2 separate regions of the Urocitellus parryii genome follow, and region 1 is linked to region 2. Evidence: chromatin contacts called from public Hi-C data. All regions are on one chromosome and are shown on one strand. Each heading gives the region's core, a stretch centred on a gene start, on an enhancer-like site or on the middle of the called end of the contact. The rest is flanking DNA. Distances are from core to core; before and after follow the strand shown.

Evidence for each region. Hi-C and Micro-C count contacts between places; a contact is called where the count stands out from the background.
Region 1: a contact with region 2 is called in a Hi-C map of liver, with 2.6 times the contacts expected there. The contact joins the promoter of Thnsl1 here to the promoter of Arhgap21 in region 2. A contact is called at or near these places in 2 of 2 Hi-C or Micro-C datasets (liver and muscle).

What each region holds. Positions count from the first base shown.
Region 1 is chr9:66,315,767-66,322,065 of mUroPar1.hap1, reverse strand. It overlaps Thnsl1 (threonine synthase like 1), which reads right to left and starts at 1,680. Exons shown (of 3, transcript XM_026401202.2): 1 at 1,580-1,680. It overlaps Enkur (enkurin, TRPC channel interacting protein), which reads left to right and starts at 2,409. Exons shown (of 5, transcript XM_026401206.2): 1 at 2,409-2,485. The coding sequence starts at 2,409.
Region 2 is chr9:66,100,798-66,107,416 of mUroPar1.hap1, reverse strand. It overlaps Arhgap21 (Rho GTPase activating protein 21), which reads left to right and starts at 4,292. Exons shown (of 25, transcript XM_077803031.1): 1 at 4,292-4,411; 2 at 5,800-6,240. The coding sequence starts at 6,163.

The DNA of each region.
Region 1 (6,299 bases), core at 431-2,930, 220 kb before region 2:
AATCCAGAATATCCATCTGTACATATGAATTCAAGTACTGTATGACCTCAGGCACAAGATATAACAATTTTACTGTCAAAAGCTGACCAAAATTAAAGATTTCAAAAGGAAAAATTATAGAAAACACTAAAATTTTTCCTATGAATGCTAATATGCTTACGTATTTAAACAAGTACATACTAGTTTTCAGCAACCTTTTAACAGTATCTTAAGTTTACCATTATATGTTAATCAACTAAAATTATATTCTAACGTATCAATTTGTACTTCCAAATCATAAAAATTTTTTAATTTACTATAGAATTATCTAGTTTTCAAATCTGTGGACTCTTAAAACCCTGTTTAACCAAAACTATGTATTATTTGCTATAAATTTAAAAGATTTGCTTGCTATTATATGCCTTTCCAAAACACAAGACAGACCACTTCAAAAATTATTTCACGAGAACTGGCTGTAATCCAAGGATCTTCTAAAAGAAAGTCTATGCCATGAGTATGCTCATCATTCTAAATTAATATTAATACAATTTCTTTTTAAAATTTCTCAGAAAAGTGACTCTCTAGATCTAGCTCATTATCTTATAAAGAAGAGTGTTCTGATGTTTTCAAAAATTCTTTAAATTTACTGCACTTTTATGGCAACTGTAAGATGGAAATGTACTAGGGATATACCAGCCAAGGGGAAGAAAAGGTCTGCTGTTTCTGACTACGGACCCCAAAACCTAAGAGGCCTTCAGTTAGTCCCCTACCTCCCAGGAAACAGACAAGGAGAGCTGGTGGAAGGAGCACATAGTGTAAGGCCACAGTGTAATCACAAAGATCTTACAGCCATTTTACAAGTTCATCACTTATCTTTGTTTTTAAATTGCTATCAAATCCGACTAAGCTTTTCCTGTTGTTAGATTGTTAGTCCTGTTGTTAATGGTTCATACCAAATAGCCTCAAGTATTTGATTGAAAAGATTTTCAAGTACTCTTTCAATACTATAAAAATGTTACTTTTATGAAGGGCTTATTTTCCTTTCAAACTGTCTTATTTATATCACTATCGATAGCCATTTTTATTTAAATATATTAAAATAATCATTAGCAAAAATCGCCTAATTTGCTAATGTACAGTATAGTACAATTTACACTAGATATCTGCACAAACACTTAATCTAGCCCATCACTGTTTTTGTAAATTGCTTCACTGAAATACAACTTTGATCGCTGGTCCAGGCGACGCTGCTCAAGCACAGGTCTGCAGAAAGCAACAGGAGAGGGAAGGGCCCGCCCAGAGGGTAACGGGGGCGGAGAGCTCACCAGGCAGCGCAGGAAAGAGCAGAGGGCCAAGGGGGAGGGTAAGGGCGCCACAGGTGGAAGGAGCAGGTGGGCGCGGGAGGGCGGGCGTGCACTTGCTCAGGTGGTGGGTAGGGTTCGCAGGGAGGGAGGGGTCTGAGAAGCCTCAGACGGAAACAGCAGGTAGAATAGCGCAAAGATTACAATTGAGTAGCGGAAAGAAGGAACGATGGGAGAAACGCATGCGATGGAAACAGATTGGTCTCTAGTTTTCCTTTCTTTCTCCTCCAGTAACTCACCAAGAAAACCACACTGACAAGACGGGGAAAAGGAAAGGAAATGGAAAGAGTCCATAAACCGCCAGTACCGCCTCAGTAGACAGCCCCGTAACCCCGGCTCTCAGCAGGCCCGCCCCGCCCCGCGCTGCGGCCTCAGCGCCTGCGCCGACCTACGCGGCCACGCCCCACGCCCCACGCCCCACGCCCGAGCTCCGAGCAGGGGGCACGTGACTCTCTCCCGCGCTCCGCCCTCCAAGATCCTGGGCTCCTCCCGCCCTCAAGTCCGGCTCGCCACGTGGGCCTGTGCGTCAGCTCGGCCTTAGAAGCTTTCCTAGCCCCGGCCAGGATTGGGGCCTGCGCACTAGAGCTTTAATGTTTGACGCTTGCGCACCGCTGGGTTTCGGCTGTAGTAGAATTTTTTTCTCCAAACGTAAAAAGTGAGAAAAAAAACAAAATGTTCTAGAGGACACTGTTTTCATCCCTTTTTTCCCAAAGGCACAGGGGCTTCCATATGAATTTGTCAGACAGGAAAAAAGCCTTGCAGAAAGACAAGAGGAAACCTGGTTTGCAATGCGGCCTTCCATCTCCCCGTCGCCTAGTAACTGTTTCCACAGCAACCGCAAGGCCAACAACGCTAAGCATTCCTGGGAGGAATAGACAGGGTATTTTCTTCTCCAGAGAGAACTGCTAAGAAGGGGTCAAAGGGAGGATTATGTGAAAGAGAAACCTGAGTTCCTTGAGAAAGCAAGGAAGCAAGAAAAAGAAAGGGGAAGCTGTGAAGAAAGAGACTGAGTTACCGGTATAGTGAGAAAAAAGTTGAGAACAGTAGTGAAGAAGTCATTTGGTGATGATGGATTCATCGTGCTTTACTGAGAGCATTTATAACCTCATACCCAGTGACTTGAAGGAGCCGCCTCAGCCTCCTAGGTATGTGGGTAAGCAAAGGTTGTAAACAAGAATAAGAAATAATGATTCCATGTCCAGATTAACTAAGTATACATAATACAGGACTTTCTTTTTTCTTTCTTTTTTCTTAACCAATACCAATATGATTTTATTGGAATATTTATGGACTCTTAAAAATAAAATATATTTTTGTCTCAATGAAGTAACCTTGGATGACGACTTCTTAGAGGTCGAAAAATCTAGGTGTTTAGCTTTTCACAATTCAGATGACAGTCCCGTGCTATAAGATGGTAATTTTATTATGTTACACTTAGCCTCCTATTAATACATTATGTCATTTTTGTAACTTATCTAATTATATGTGATGTGTTATACAAAATAGCATAATATGTCATGATGTTATTCAAAAGAAAAAAATCAGTTTTATTATTCTGTATAAGGACATTTGATGTTTGATTTCAGGAGCCAAGTGTTGTATTTCTAACTGCACTACTACTCCCTCTCTAAAGGCAGAATATTTTTCCCCAAGATTATTGTAAAATAAAAATTCCCATTTGTTTCTGAGCCTCGGTCTTTTGATTGGCTAAACAAAGTAGATAGAATATATTTTAAGGTCTTTTTTTCAGGTTTAATGGAATAGTGGAGTGAATAATGGTTGGCTAGCAACCCAAAAATATGTAATTTGGTTAAAATTTTAACAAAATTGTTAGTACCCACTAATTTCACCCAAATCTCACAAAGGGAACCACAAATAAACAGTCCAGTTATTTGCCTGTGTAAGTACTTCTTAGAACTTAATTAAATCTGTGGGGAGAAAAGTTAACTGGTAGAGAAAATCTTTTTCCTCATAGGTCTTGAAATATATCCTTTCATTTATCTTTATCCTGTTCCTATATATGTCAATATTACCTTTAAAAGAGCACTAGGCTAAAAAAAATATACTCTAAAACTAAATTTTTATTTGTTTTTCAATCTGGAAAACAAGTGGATTAGATAGTCTCAAAGGTCTCTTTTGAGTATGACGTCAATAATTTTTACTTATCATTTACTTGGGGTGTGTAGCAAAACAAATGGGCAAGTCATTCAGTTTTAAACCTGAGCATCTGGTTTTAATTGGAGCAATACCTGTATTGTATTTCCATTAGTTTCTTAAAATCTAGTAGAAATTGAAAAGAGGAGTGTAAACTAAACTAGGATACAGTTTTCAGAGTTTATGAAAGAAAGTTCAAATCATGTACTGTTGACCCAACTTTTGGTCCAAAATTCCTGTATACTATACAAGATAAAGTTCCTCCTCTCTGTAACACCTTGGTAGGTTGTACTTTCTATAGAATACTAAATTTGAATGTTAAGATATTTTCTTAGATAGGTATTATGTTCATTAGTAAATTTAAAAGCTTTACTGTATCTAGACTTTTTTTTTCCAAAAAAAAAAAAAAAGAATTTGATCACTTAAAAGAATAATCACTATTCATTTGGAATGCATTAATTGAGCTCCTATTAAGTGTATAACAGTGCTACTATATCAGTTCTTGGAGATGTTGGAGTGTCAGCAAAAACTCCTTGCCTTGCTTTTATTCTGAAGAAATACATAGAAAAAGGACTAAGTGAGAGGAAATGAAAAGCATCCAAAAGTGGTGCCAAAAGAACATTCTGTTAGGGTGAATTCAGTTTTCACCATCAGTAACAATCTGTATAATTCTGAAGTCTTTCTAACATTTACTTTCTTAAAGTCTCATTATGTATTTGACTTTGCTGAACAATCTGTTTCTTGGCTATTATGAATTCTTAGATGACATAGTCATTTTTTTAGAGAGAGAAGAGAGAATTTTTTAATATTTATTTTTCAGTTTTCGGTGGACCCAACATCTTTATTTTATTTTTATGTGGTGCTGAGGATCGAACCCAGCGCACATAGTCATTTTTATCCTGAGGATCTTTCCTATTTAGTTTGCTGAATTTAATTGCAAGAATTTAATTGAGGAAAGCAGCAAACTTTTTGATGAACTTATATTCAAAGAAAGAAAAAAAATCCAAAATCTTTTGTTTTCGGTATAATGAAATTTTATACTAAAATTACCATTGCTGCAATCTATGGTCTCAGTCTTATGATAATTTCAGAATCTACTATTCATATTTCTCATCTAGCTAGGCAATCCCTGAAGATTTCCACAATAATAAAACACTATCTTATCTCTTATATTACTTTTATCCAAATGCTCTTTTCATGTTTATACAACACACACACACACACACACACACACACACACATACACACACAGTTAGACCTTACTTTTTATCTAAAAGGTTCAAAATCAGGAAAAACAGTTAAACAAATGAAGATATGGTACAATTAATAGAATCACTTAAGTAATGTAGAAGAATTAAAAAATCTGGGAAATTATGTAATGGAAGGGATAATTCAAAAAAGACTATTTTCCCCTTTAAACATACAGATGAAGGGAAGGACAAATCCGATTTTTTGTTAGCAAGGGAAATCACAGCTACCATATGCGGTTATTGACTTGCTATTTATTCATTTTGAGTTGTTACCTCTCAGATTTCTACAGATAAAATAACACATAGTAAGAGGTCTTTATATATACCTTAAGATGTTGAGAGATAAAATATGCCAACATCATTCTTTAGAATTTGTTGCCAGGGAAATTTGTAGGTAAGTAAACTTTTTTCAAGAAGATTATTCAATTAAAAAGTAAGGATTAATATATTAAGCAGTATATATAATATATTGTGGTATAAGAAGTTGTTTCTAGCCACGTGCGGGAGTATACACCTGTATTTCCAGTGGGGAGGCACAAGTTCAAAGCAAGCCGCAGCAACAGAGAGGCGCTAAGCAACTCAGTGAGACCCTGTCTCTAAATAAAATACAAAATAGGGCTGGGGATGTGGCTCAGTGGTTGAGTGCCTCTGAGTTCAATCCCTGGTAACTACCCCACAAAAGAGGTTGTGTTTAGAAGAAAAGTGTGTTAGTCTGTGTATATCTGTTTATTATCTTAACCAGACATCGTGACTCAAATTCTTAAGAATAAGACTGTCCTCAAGGACACAGGTAAGATAAAGGGGTATGTAGTTTTAGTTTTTAAAAATTTAATCATGATGGATATCCAATAATAAAAAAATAATGCTATTTCTATTAATGTGTTCGGTGTATTAGTACTATCATCATTTCCCATTTTCTTTGATATCTTTGCCCCAATACATTAGAACAAAGGAGTATTATAAATAACAAAACTATATACTACATAGTAAATCATTAGAAGACTAAAATATGCACACTATTGAAGCAAAAAGTGCTTATTAGTTTCGTTTCATTTATTCAGGCAGTGTGCAGACTGATTAAAGATCTGGGCCTTAATATCAAATTTGTGTCTCAGTCTCAGCTCCTGTTCTTCCTCCCCACGTCAACTTTACAGGCCTGTTTTTTCTTCCATAAAACTAAAAAAATATTACTTATCTCTTAGGGTTGTTTTGAGAATTAAATTATTATTGTGAAAATCATAGAATAGTGACAAATATTAAGCAGCAATAAAATAATAATTATACTCAATGGCATACAGTGTTGTAACCAATTAAGTGTAGAGCCTACCTTAGACAAACAACTAGGCTAGAGATAGAATTGGTGTCTGTTTTTGAAAAATTAATTACTAGATATAGTCATGAGACTGAATTAAAGACTCTCACTTCAATGCCGATAGGTGAACTTACGGAGTATTGATTTACCTGTAAAAATTCTCCGCAAGAAATAATGTGAAGAACTTTTTAATAGAGTCTAATCTCCAGAGTTTGTTGTTCCACAAAGGAGTGTAACATTGCA
Region 2 (6,619 bases), core at 3,043-5,542:
AGCAAATGCAGAATATTAAACTAGTAGAGGCGATAAAGGAAGAACACTAGAATTTGTTTATTGTAAAGAATTACTATCATCTCTTAATTTTTTTTTTAATTAAAAAAATTAAGATAGGATCTCACTATTTGCCCTGGCTGGCCTGACACTTGCAATTCTCTTGCTTCAACCTCTCTGGGAGCTGGAATTATGGGTGTGCACCACCACCAATCCTGCCTGGCTGCTCCTACCTCTTGGTTATAATTATTAAATGCCTTGTAAATAAGGTGGGATTTCTGTGGCTACTCAGTTCCATGTGAAAGTGTTTTTCAAAGAAATATGAGTAGATAATATGTCTTCTTGGATATGAATCAGAAATAAAGTCCATAGTGTTTTCCTAAAACCCAAAAAATGCTTGCTCCTCTGAGGGTCAGTGATCTTAAATACTTCAGACACATAGTTTTGCAAATGCTTCATCCTGAATTATGAATTTCACTTGTGGAATTCACTGGCAAACACTTGTGCTTCTTAGAATTGCCAGCTTCTATATTCAGAGTAGAAATCATCCATAGATTATAATGGAATGAACTCAGACCAGAGGCTGGGACACTGTGGTTCTATTTCTGGCTTTGACATTTTTTCTTGATAGTGGTTCACCAAAATAATATTATTATATCATTAACAAAGTCCAAATACGTTTTGAGGATATAGTTTCCACCTTTAAAAAATCTTTCCTGTGTTGCAAGAATTACAGTGTACGAGTTGGTCTTGTAGTTATTAATATAGGGTCAGTAATTTCTAAGACTAATTCAAGGGATATGCTAAGAAGTTAGATGGTAGGAAATCACAAATTAGCCAAATGTTGAGGAAAATATCAGCCAATTAAGGTAAACAAAGGCAGAATTACCGTTAGTCCTTGCTTATCTATGATATTTGGGATAACGAAAAATGTCAAGATATTGACCATGAAACCCAAAGTTGGTTGTATCCTTTCAGTTACAGTGACCCTCCAACTTTGTTTCACCAAATCTCTCCTTGGAGCTGTTAACACGTAGCCACAGGATTTAAGTTTGGCTCCTTTTCCTTTCCCTTGCCCTCCCTCTGGTGGAGGTGTTAATGAGTGAAATGCCCAAGATGGGCAGCTGAGTAGAATTCCAAAGGTTTGCATTTTCTACCAACTACACCATCAACCTTTGGAATGGAGAATTATTGGTTGTTGATTGCCACTTCCAGATGATCTGAGGGTGCCACATCACGTGGGTCTGCTCAGAATGAATCTAAAAGAGAGTTCATATATTTATTAAGATAATATCATTGCTTATGCCTTCAGAAAAGAACAGACCTAATTTTTAAATGGGTTAATATGTTCCTAATAAATATCAATAAAATGTTATAAAGTGTAGGGTTCCTATTGGGAACATGGGACAAACGCTTGCTTCATAATAATTTAATAATTGACATTTAATAATGGCTTAGTTCTTTTATAACCAGAATAATATTGTTACATTTTTAAAGCTCCTTTGCATCTATTATCTCATTGGTGATCTCAGCCCAGCAAGATGTAGAATGTGCTGTCACACTCAGAGACCAGGACCCAGTTTCCCAAATCTTAGTTCTGTGCTTTTGTGCTTCTCCATCCAGATAGCCTAATATACATAAAATGAATATATTACAATGGTTCTTAAAAACATTTCTAAATTTTGCAACATCTTAAGCATATCTATCCCAGGGATTCGATTAAATTGGTATTTAATAGACTATGAAAATTAGTAATTACTTAGTTGAGTGTTAGCTAAAATTAAGTTGCTATTGTTATTAAAAACCATGTTAGGGGCAGTATATTGTTTTGGATAAAAGAATGGATTCTAGAGCCAGACTTGAATCCTGGCTGTGCCCCACTCATTAAGTTATACGAAAAGCTTAGTGGAATACCTAGCAGGAGGCAGTATTATCTACATGGTGATCACTGTTATTATTCGACAGTTCTAGTACTTACACAGGTAAGTAATAATTTGCCATAAGTTACATGGTAAATGATGAAGCTGGGTTATAATCTTGATTTTTATATTTTACTGCCTCTTATAGAAACGTTGCCTCTTTCTGTTATTTTCCTATAATTCCTAAAATGTGTTTTATTTCCTTTTCAAACATCTCCTTTCCTGGCCAATATTTTATTTTCTAGTACCATATTGAAAATCTTTTTCAAAGTCAACATTTAAAACAATTTCTATTACAAAAACTTCAGTTCAAATCTCCTCAGTTGTTAGGCTCTCATTTTATGCACACATGCACATTTGCATTTGTAAAGGAGCTGTTTTGTGCTTTAATCTATTTTTCCTTTCTGGACATATTCTCTATGCCTGCTAGTGTAAACTACTTGAATCCTACATTTCTATTCACTTTTTGTTAATTTACCCAACAGTATCCAACATTAGATGTGCTATGGATCAGTGAGCTGTTTAGTAAATTACCACCTGACCAGCAGGCCCTCCCTATACTTTTATTCCTTTTTTTTTTTTTTTTTTTTCATTCTTGGTTTTTGGCTGACTAGTATGCTCAGCGGCTGTCTGGAACACGCAAATTTCAAGGCCATAAAAATGATTTAGTCAATATACAGCTAAAAAACAAAAACAAGAGCTCGTCAATTTTTAATTTTAATTTTTTTTGAGTGTGAGGATTTAGTTGTTAATTGGTGCTTTCCACTCTAAGGAAGACCAAAAAACGGAGACCTAGGTATTCCTACCCCAGAGAGTGTTTTTTGTCCCCCCCCCTATCAAGAAACAGAACCGGAGGCAGTGGACGAGAAGCAGGGGAGGAGAGGTGACTGAGTCTTTAGAAGATAAGTGTATAAGAAAGAAGGAAAAGATAGAGACACCCCTTAGCTTCTTGGTTTTGTTCTTCTTTTCTCCCTGAGGATGGTGGTGGTAGCTGATCAGACACAATAGCTAGCAGTCCCCCGCTGAAGTGAGGATAGAAATGACCCTCAACAGCACCAGCAGGAGGACTGGGGAAGGGAGGAGGGCTGTATTTAGGAGGGGGAGTGGAAGGGGGTGACAAGGTGAAAAACGCCGCCTCCACATCAAGCTACTACTCCACTTCGGGGAGGCAAGGACCCAAGCCGGTGAGCCACCACCCGGGACCCCTAGGCGAGACGCGAAGGGGAGACTGAGGCGGGGCTGGGGGGGGGGGAGCAGGGGGCGGTGGCTTTACTCTTGGGGGCGGGGCAAAGGGTGGAGGGAGACCTGAGTCAGCAGCCTCTGATTGGTTCCTGTTCTCTTGTCACGTCTCCCGATTGGACAATTTGCAGCGGGAGATGTTGTGAGGCGCGGCGGGGTGGAGCAAGCCGCCCGGGGTCTAAGACCAGGCCCTGGAGTCGGGTGGGGAGGGACGGCGCGCGGCTGTGCTCTGGGTGTGGAGCCGCAGTGACCTGTAGTGCAGAGAAACACAGCCACCTTTCCTCAGTTCTGCTAGTCGCTCCGAAGCAGCTCAGCGGCTCTGTAGATATTTTTTTTAAAGGAAAGAATTGAATGAACAACGCTCCGCTGCTACCTGCTCCCTTTTTTCCCACCACCGGAAAATATTTTGCTGTCTGATGTGAGAGGACACTCCCTTATCTGGAAGTCCCACATCTCCCAGCTTCGTGCTCCTCCCGCTTCAAAAAAGGGGCCAATAATTCACCAAGACATGTCCTTCGCAGTCTGGGACCTTTGATCCCTCGGTTCCATAGATCTCGCTATATGACTGTCTCCCACTAAGCAACCCGGACACCAGCCACCAAATCTCTTTCCCAGGATAAACCCCCGCTCCTGGCCGCTCCGTTCAGCGCTCGGGAGGTCGGAGAGGGCGGGAGATTTTGTGAGCCTGGTTTTGGGGTGCTGCTGGGCGTGAGGGTTTGTGGGTCCCCAGCCGCGTTCGAAGGGGGTTGGCGAGCACCCCTCCCGCCCCGGGTTAATCCTCCTCCTGCGTCGGTTCCCTGGGACCGTATTATTCAAGACAGAAAATATTCAGTCCCAGAGCCTCCCCTGGGGAGGGGAGGGGAAGGAGGTGGAGTGGGAGGAGGTGGATCCAGGGAGGAAGAAGCGAGAAATCCGCCCCCGGGAAACAGCTCCGCGCGGCTGCGGAGCCAGGCGTTTCTGTCACTTGGCGATCGCGGGCGCCGAAGCAGGGCCCCGGCCGGGCCCGGCGAGGCGAGGGGAGAGTCCGGCGGCCGCCGCCCCGCCCCACGCCCTCCCGCGGCGGCCGAGAGCCCGGGGCCGGCCGGGGCAGGTCGCGGCGGTGCTTGGGAGCGGCCGGCCGGGGGCGGCGGCCTCGGAGCGCAGCGGCGGGCAGCGCCGGCTGGTCCTCCCGCTGGGTTCAGCTGGCGCCGGCGTGCGGAACGCGCTCTCCGGCGGTCGGCAGCGCGGTGCGGGATCCACTCGCCCCGCTTCCTCCGGTGCGTGTTTTCTTTTTCCGTTTTAGCCGGGAGGGCAGAGCGCTGGCGGGGCTGTGGAAAACCTGGTTCACAGCGGGTTCCTTCCCTTCCCGCCACCTCAAACCAGTGCCGGAGCTGGCGCGGGGCCGCAGGGAGTCTGCGGCGGGCGTCCGGAGGGGGCGGAGGGGCCGCGCCCGCGTGTGCGGAGCCTAGGAGGGCCGGCAGGAGGAGGGAAGGGCACAAAGGCCGGTGGCGGGCGCCGGGGTCCGGCCGGACGGCCGTGGAGGAGGGGCGCCTCGGGCCGCTCATGAATATTAACCGAGCCTGCGGCCTAGCGCCTCCCGGCCGGGCCCGTCGCCCAGCCCGCGTCCCCGCTCCTGCTGGCAGCCGCGCGGGGCAGCTGGGCCCGAGCGGGCGGGAAGGTGAGCCCCCGGGTTTGGATCTTTCCCCCACGCCTTCCCGCACCTTTTTCGAAGTACACATTTGGGCCACTCTTCTCGGGAGCTCGAGCTCCCCGACCCGCCTCAGGAAGGGGCGGAGGAAATAGTGGTAGGTGGGTGGTGGTTTTCTTTTTCCTTTTTTTTTTTTTTCCCCTTCCCTAGGTGGTTACAGGGGAAGGGATAGTGTCGGGTCGTAGTTGGGGGAACAGCCACGAGATAAAAGTTGCCTGGGCTGAGGCTTCGTCAGTGTAGCTCCAGAATAATGCCCTGGAGCGGGAGCGGCGCCGCGTCCCGCTCGCGGCCGCACGCCTCCTTGCCCGGCCCGGTCGTCCCCACCCAGCTTCGCCGCGGGCCAAGGAAAACAGCCGCCTCCTCGGGGACGCCGGCTCGGGCGGAGGGGCAGGGTGCGGGCGGCCAGAGTCACCCGGCGGCCGGGGCAGCCCGCCTGGAGACTCCGCCAAGCCTACGCCGGCCTTGGCCCCGGCCCCGGTCGGCTTTTTGTTTGTTTTTTGAGGAGGTGGAAGGGAGCGAGAAGGTTGTAGGAAAGTATCCCGTTTTGTCCCCGTGGGGAGAAACATCCCTGAAGTGTGTGTATCCGGGTGATGCAGAACATACCTACTGCCTCTGTTCTGCCCAGGAAATTCATTAATTAAAATGCACTTGAACAGGGAATTTTTTTTTTTTTTCTTGAAGGCTGCACAGCAGCCAGCTGTGTTTGATAAAACCCTCGGGAAATTCTGAGGTTTCTCGTTCTTCTGTGCCCCTCTTGAATTTATAAGCTTTTCCTTTAATTTTTTCCCCCCAAAATTTGATGCATGCAAAGATGAGTTCTTTTTTCACTTGTATGGTTCGTCTTCTTGGACCGAATAATCCGAGTGCCGGATACGCGAACTTGATGTCGACATGTGGCAAGGCTAAAGATCGGTGTCTGGAGAAAGTTCATGCCCTTTTAACTTCTCCCTGTTGTAGGAAGGACCTCTTCAGGAGCAGACGCTGGAGCGACCCACTGGGCTTCCTTTTGGCCCCCGGAGTTAGCATTGCTTAGAAGGGACCGCTTTCTGCAGTTGGCCTGGACATTGACTGTTAAGGAGATCTGTCTCCTTTGTTTTTTTTAAGTCTCAAGAAATGGAAGAAGACGGTGGAGTCAGTTGAAGCCAGCATTGGAAGCTTCCTGAAAAACCTTCATTCCCTGGCACGTTGTTTCACTAGCCCTGCATCTTCTCTCCCAGTCTGGTGTGAAATTCTTGCCCTTTTGACTTGTGGTGGCATTCCCCACCCAACCCCCAATGTGGACTCCAAAGGATTTGCCCTTTCTTTGCAATTTGAAATGAAATGATGGCCACACGTCGGACTGGTCTGCCTGAAGGAGATGGTGACAAGCTCAAAGCCTGCCGGGTCCCAGCCTGTGAGGTAAGCCAAGGAGGCCATGCCATTGGTGGCTGTTCTACAAGTAGGGAGTTCAGCTGTTACTGGGACTTTGAGCTGGTTGGTGAGAGTGACCTAGTTGACCAGGAGCAAGGTGAATCCTTGCCCACTCTTACTTCTCAGGGCTTCCAGTGATTCTTTTGCAAATATTGTCCTTGTCTTTGACTTGTCACCATCTTGGTCACCCCTTCAGAATGTGGAGCCCTCCCATTCTGGTGACTGTGAATACTGTAAGCCTGAGAAAAGTACGTCTCAGTCCCCTTTTTCCTTCAGCTCCCAACCTCCAGTATTTTTCATGTTGAGCTGGTTGGGTTTGGTTGTGTGTGCATTTGGTGTATATGTGTGTGCAGGGTTTGCCCTCCCT